2 separate regions of the Zea mays genome follow, and region 1 is linked to region 2. Evidence: chromatin contacts called from public HiChIP or PLAC-seq data. All regions are on one chromosome and are shown on one strand. Each heading gives the region's core, a stretch centred on a gene start, on an enhancer-like site or on the middle of the called end of the contact. The rest is flanking DNA. Distances are from core to core; before and after follow the strand shown. Region 1 holds the start of LOC100216882 (NADPH--cytochrome P450 reductase). Region 2 has its middle 110 kb from the start of LOC100216882.

The links. HiChIP or PLAC-seq counts read pairs in DNA pulled down with a chosen protein or histone mark.
Region 1: an H3K4me3 HiChIP or PLAC-seq map of leaf shows a contact between it and region 2, with 4 times the contacts expected there. The contact joins the promoter of LOC100216882 here to the enhancer-like site in region 2. A contact is called at or near these places in 6 of 25 Hi-C or Micro-C datasets (bundle sheath, ear, endosperm and 2 more) and 1 of 3 datasets of contacts at active chromatin or transcription factors (leaf).

Annotation. Positions count from the first base shown.
Region 1 is chr4:74,442,048-74,445,578 of Zm-B73-REFERENCE-NAM-5.0, forward strand. LOC100216882 (NADPH--cytochrome P450 reductase) reads left to right here and starts at 2,120. Exons shown (of 17, transcript NM_001359515.1): 1 at 2,120-2,641; 2 at 3,483-3,531. The coding sequence starts at 2,309.
Region 2 is chr4:74,328,483-74,331,762 of Zm-B73-REFERENCE-NAM-5.0, forward strand. No RefSeq gene overlaps it. Among protein-coding and RNA genes, the nearest start is that of LOC100216882, 110 kb to the right of the region's middle. Within about 2 kb of position 1,734, at least 15 of the 20 cell types and tissues checked have an H3K27ac peak or open chromatin away from gene starts, as enhancers often do. A contact at or near this core is called in bundle sheath, endosperm, leaf and 1 more, where this site is marked.

The sequences.
Region 1 (3,531 bases), core at 870-3,369, 110 kb after region 2:
CAAAAGCTCGGTCCTTAGCCACTTGGTCATATTGCACTAACACTTAACCAAGTTTTTGTGGCTACAAGTATTTGATTCTTATAGGATCACCTATTCACCCCCCCTCTAGGTGTTCTCACTTTTGCATGTCTTATGAGTCTTCAATGTGTCTTCTATTGTCTTGCTTGAAATGTTGATCGTCTGAATCACCACTTTGTCTATGTCCAAGTCTATCTTGCATCCATTTGAACTATACCTTATACACTAGCAAATAACAATAGCCTAAATGGTCATATTAATCATCAATCACCAATTTCATGGTTTGCTAAAAATCAACTTGTCAAGTTTTTTTTGGATATATTGAACTTGTAAAAGTTGTTGAAATTATTGTTAAGACTAATATGGACATATCTTATTGTCAATTTATTGTCTTATTGAGCTAACATTGATACTTCCTGTGACAACAACTTTTGTTGAGATGATAGTAAAATTAGTGGTGAATGGATCAATAACTTGATGATACGTTACAATGAGAAAGAGCTATTTAGAAACATCGATAATAAAAAATAAAAAATGGTTCAAGATATGAAGAACACCGTGTGTTATTGCCTAAAAATAGTGGTGCATGCTATTCTCTTCTAAATTTTAAATCTAAAGTCCATATTTGTTTGACTAATTAATTATGTCTATTTACTTAGATTCTTTCTTGGGATCAACAATAGATGTCATCATCATGTGTCGTCTATGAGCTACCTCAATAGGCTAGCTAGATCATTTTGTAAAGCTAAATTTGGCTATTATTAGAAGATTTTTAAATGACTCTTCGAATTTAGTAGCTCTCTATCTCAACATATTCGCTCTATATTTTTGGATAGCCTTCTTAACTCGTCATACATGGTTTTGAATTAAATAGTCTGTTGGATTAGTGTACCTTTTCTGTGAAATCTATTTTAAAATGCAGCTAAATCGGTAAATTTAGCTAATCTCTTAGAGTTGCTTTATGTTATTTTGCATTTCGGTATGAAATAGGGAGAAACTACGTCCTTCATTGTTTATGATGTATTTTACATTTTTAACCGTTCATCGATGTTTGATAGAAGACTACTCATTGCTATATTTGTTCTATGTGGAGGTCTAGTGGACTCATGTTGTTGTAGCAGCCTATTTTATACTTTCTTCGTCCCAAATTAGTATTTGATTTAGTTCTCGGTTTTTATGTCTATATTAAAATGAACGATGATGAATCTAGACATATATTCAAAACACATACACCAATTCTTGTAAGAACCCATTAGAAGACTAAAACAAATTTTAGTGTGAGACAGAGAAAGTATATTTTTTTATGAAATCCACCACTAGACAAAAGGATACTATTTCTTATCCTTTTAAAATACTCAAACATGAATGTAGTTGTCCAGTAGCACTAGAAATGATGAACCGAATGCTCTATCACAAAATAGAGCAATTCTAGATGCAAAGCAAATCATTTTTCTCTTCAACTTGACTAGATTTATATAAAATACACCAACATTATGTCTCAAAAATATTTAATATAAAGGTATAATTTATAATTAATTTAACTATGACCGCAATGTATTTTTGTAATTTCTTTAGTTTTAATTGAATTTAAAATTACTTGGTTCAACAAAAGCTGCAGTATTTTTTACAAGAGAGTAGTGCCCTTTTTTTCTGCCGCAAAGTATTTGCGATTTCGACATCATCGCTGCGCTTCTGGCACGCCTGTCCGCGTAACGCCGTTACCGTCGGCTCACGCTGACCACGTCGCAACACGAAACACATGCTTGCATTCCAGTTCCAGATTCCAGACACGCGGGCCCACTTCCCGCACCAACGCGACGCCACCGAGCGGCCACGCTTCTCCTCAGTCTCCCAAACCTACCCCCACGGCCCCACGGACCGGGACCCTCACCCCCAGTCCCCCACACGGCCACACCACTGCGCCGGGTCCACGCAGCAGAACCCCCGCCCGCCCCGCCTCCCAGTTGCAGCGAAGCCTCCTCTGGCTCTACGGCGCAGTGGGTAGGTGGTTTGACCGTGCCGGGCCAACCCCGCCGGCCACCGCCCGGCCACCTATTTAAGCCCCCGCACCTCCCACGCCTCGCCGGCAGCAGCGTTGCATCAGCTGTTGTAATTACGTGGTACAGGACAGTGCCCATTTGCCGTTGCCGCGTCCAGCATTCATTCATTCATTGCCCTGGCCTTCTTCCTTCGGGCCTTCCCGTGCCGTCGCCCAACGCCTCACCTACCACCACCGCCCGCCACCAAACCAAACCAACCCCTCGGTCGCCGACGCCGAGTGACGTAAACGATGGACTCGGCGACGTCGGGGGCGATGGAGCTGGTGGCCGCGCTGCTGCGCGGCCGGGTGCCGCCCGAGCTGGGCGGGGACGGCGCCGAGGGCCGGGCGCTCGTCGCCACGCTCGCCGCCGCGGTGCTCGGCGCCGCGCTCTTCGTGCTCTGGAGGCGCGCCGCCGCCGGGAAGAAGCGGAAGCGGGAGGCCGCCGTCGCGGCCGCGGAGGCCACGCAGGCCAAGGCGAGAGGCGGTAAGGCCGCCGAGGAGGAGAAGCCGGCCGACGACGGCAGGAAAAAGGTCACCGTCTTCTTCGGCACGCAGACCGGCACCTCCGAGGGGTTTGCCAAGGTGCGTCATGCGCGCGTTGCCTGCCATAAACCAGATCAATCGTCATCTCTTATGTCTCCTGTATAGTTTCTCCTCGTGTTTGACGACTTCTAGGTGGTGAATTGCTACTCTTGTTAATGTCAGCAATTCTCATTTTTAATAATCCCGAGGGAAAGGGGGGTTTTTTGTTAATGAATGAAGGGAACTAGTTCTTGGTGGGTGATGCAGAGGGATTTTTAAAATTTTCTCCATCACTATCATGCCGGCCTTACGGGTTGCTTTCATAACGGCAGGAAATTCCACTGCAGAGGGTATATGAAAGTTACCGCGAGATTTGAAGCACTTGTGAGCGGAACTTGGATTTTATCATAGCTATTAACTACTCCAAAAAGGAATAACAAGTATTCTAGTCCAACCATCGCACCTGTGACTATGAGCTTGAGAAAGTCAAACCGCATGTTTCTTGACCATCCAAAGCTTTTTTTACAAACTTCTACTAGCATTACAAGCCAACGACATGTGCGGTAGCAAAATGTTGACCAAAAAAAAGGGCAACCGCAAGCACCTGGCTAGGAATAATATGGGTGTCAATGTCAAACCTCGAGGAGGGGTTGGTGGGCTAAACAAACCTTCTTAGTCCTACCTTCTCTCTGGGCCCAATCGATACATCATTGATCATTGTGTGGTTTTCTGCGTGAAAGCAGCGAACAGAGGAGAAAAAGCGACTGCTTTGGGAGATTGGGTGGGAAAAGGCAATTGTCTTTTCTAGCTCGAATCAATCACCCTTCATATAGTCTTCAGTATATTAAATCCTTTCTTAGGGTAGTCTTCTAAATATTCTGATCTGCCATATACATAACAGGCCCTTGCTGAGGAGGCGAAGTCCAGATATGACAAGGCAAGCTTCAAAG
Region 2 (3,280 bases), core at 484-2,983:
AAAAATACAAAAGAATCTTCAATTTCTTGTTGGCACGTTTCACACTACTACGTAAAAAAAGATTTGTTAGTGACGTGATATTTTAAAAGCAGTTGTCATTTCAGTTGCCTCTAGAGACGGTTTGAAAGACAGATCCACTCCCAATAATTGTTTTTGATAGGTTGCTAGCTAGTGTGATAAATCACTTCTATAGTTGCTCTCTATTTTCTGGACCGCTAGTAGTATCTATTTATTGGATACGGTGGTTGATGTTTCCCATCACCTCACATTTCTAGGAGTCATTATTGCCTCGTTGGTAAAAAAAACAATCACCCCTAGGGAATCGATTCTTTAGCAAAGCTTCAGCTCCAGCTTCTTTAGCTCCAGATCCTGATCCTCCTGATTCTCCTAGAGAATCAGAATTATTTTTAAAACCGTTTGGCAAGTAAACTGATTCTTGTCTGCTGAGAGTTGGTGGTCTGTGACGATTGTCTGTTTTACTCTTTACAGTTCAACTTTGTTACAAACCAATAAGTAGGATGCATATACAGAAAAAAATTATGAAACAATAACATATAAAATATTCCCATCATAGTAGTGCATAAAATGGTCTCAAATGTTTAATCCATAAATTGGCTCGTTATGTTGTTGTCCAATGGCAATTGCGGGTAATTTCGATCAAACTTTAAGGGGAGATCCATATTTGGCTGGTTGAGGAGCTGTTTTAAGAGAGTGTGGAGCAGGTTTTTTTAGATCCCACCTTTCTTCACAAAAACGACTTCCAATCTTTCGGCTCCACACGAGAATCAGTTTAAAAAATACCCGTTTGGCACGGCTCCTCCAAATTCTCGCTTAGAATCAGGAGTTGGAGCTGTGCCAAATGGGCCCAAATGTAAACAGGTGCTCTAAAAATATTTATATAAAGTTACATAGAGATAAACTTTTTATATAAAATATATAGGTAACGGTTTTTTATTTGAGATTGTTTGAAAGACCAATGAAGCAACCAAATGAGTTTCCGTCTCTGCATATACAGAGGAGTAGGACCAGGAGACACGGTGCAAGCCGGCAACCAAACACATCCTCACGTCACGACACCATACAGCATCCAGCGAGAAGATGCTCTCATGGCCTTCTAGAAGAATGAGTGACGCAAAGCATGCAGTGTCTTCCATCGGCTAGCAGACGATGGATGGACAGTGATCAGTGAACGTGGTGTCATAACAAGATTGTGTTCCGCCGAAAGGCTACGACGTGCATATTTTTGTGACTCGATTGCACGCAGATATGTGCCTAGCTTGACTACTTCTATATACAGTCCCTTGACTAGCTACTAGTGTGATTAGGAGGTAGCTTAAAGTAAATTAGCACTAGAGTATATGCTTCTGCATATTCAAACCTTGGGTCTATTTCTATCTGAGTGTTTATAATAATTTCTATAGGCTATTCAATCCCTTTTAGGCTTTAGCCATCTAGATCTTATCAATTGGTACCGGAGCAAGAACACCGTTATTTTTAGGCTTAATAACACCTAGCTAGGGTGAAAAGGATGGCTTCTAGTCATGTTGACGAACCCCTTCATTTTGAGGGTACAAATTATGATTATCAGAAAAAGACGATGTGTTTACATTTAAAAGCTATGAGTGAAAAAAAATTTGGGATGTTGTGTGCTAGCGGTATAGATGAGACAGAATAATGCACGTGCTAGCGCGCGGTACTGAAGGGACCAGACACCAGAGGTCGGATCGGATTGCAGAATAGTGGCTGCTAGCTTGAGCGATTGCTAAGGAAATTGCACGAGGTCCACGCGGGCAAACACAGCTAGGCAGATGCGATCGATCTGCAGAGTGCAACGGCATGCACAAACAAGGCACCAGGTGGGGTCGGCACATATATATGGATCCTATTGGAAAACGACAGATAATAATCCCTCCAATTTCATTTTAACCGACGTTTAGGAGCGCACTGTAAAGTTACTTGCATGGCGTGCAGTACTACTTCAGTTGGCCGCAAACCAGTTCCTCTCGATTTAGAAGCATTGAAAAATGCTGCTTTAAGGGCTAGTTAAGCGTTGAAAAATGCTGCTCTAAGTGCTAGTTTGGGAACTTCATTTTCTTAATGGTTTTTCATTTTGCCAAGGGAAATTAGTTCATTTTCTCTTGGGAAATTGAAAATCACATGAAAAAATGGGGATGCCAAACTAGCCCTAAAAGATAGAACAACTCAGGATAATGTATGTGCTATTTTACATGTGAGCCAGTACAGATTGTTGAGATATCTAAAACAAGGTATTATTAAAAGCCATACAGATAGTATCAAGCCGCACTTAACTGAAGCAAACAACAAAGCTAGGCTGTAATGGTGTGTTGATGATATGCATGCTTGAGGCCTGAAAGCATACCAAATAATCCAAGATTCAAGGCGTTATTTGGCACTATCTTCATTATTGATGAGAAATGGTTCTTCCTTACTAGAAAATCAGAGCGATACTACGTTATTCCAGATCAAGATGAGTCATTGCGATCATGCCGGAGTAAGAATAACATTCCTAAGTTCTTATGTGCGACTGTTCGGCCAAGATTTGATGGGAATGGGGTACGATGAATTGTATGGTGAGTTTTGTTGTATGAAGAGTGCTAGCTAGGAGCTGGCGAGGAAGGTAGTAGTACTGTACTCCTAAACTGGAATACTATCAGCTATAAGAGCTTGTTTGGGAGCAACAAAACCAGAGGAGATTGAAGAAGCTATAATTCCTTTCTTATTCAATTTTAAATAAGAAGGAGATTTTAACCCCTCTAATCCCTTCTGGCTCTCAAACTAGCCCTATATGCGCTCCCAAGTATGCATGCATGGGAAAGTGCATGCGTAATTAGGGGCAACATGGTCACAAAATCCTTCAAAAGTGTGAAACGTCAGTTTTTTTATTCCCCTCCAAAACAGCTAGAACATCAATTAAAATAGAACGGGAGGGAAGAGAAGATGGCATAGGGACCTGTTGCTCGATTCTCAACGGAGAATTCCCCTACGAACGGGGATGGAGTCGACTTTTAATTATTATTACTCTACGTCAATTGAAACGACTAAAATCTAGTTATCGTGGGATACACTAGAATAAAAATAGGGAACCAGTGGCGGATCCACGAGGGGGCTGGGTGGGCTCCAGCCCCCCTGCGCCGACAGCTTACAAGTAGGAGGGAGTAAGGGAGAGGAAGAAAGAAGAGGAGAAAGAGAGAGGAAGGGAGAAAGAAGAAGGGAGAGGAAGGAAGAAGAGGGGAAAGGGAGATGAAGGAATAAGAAGGTG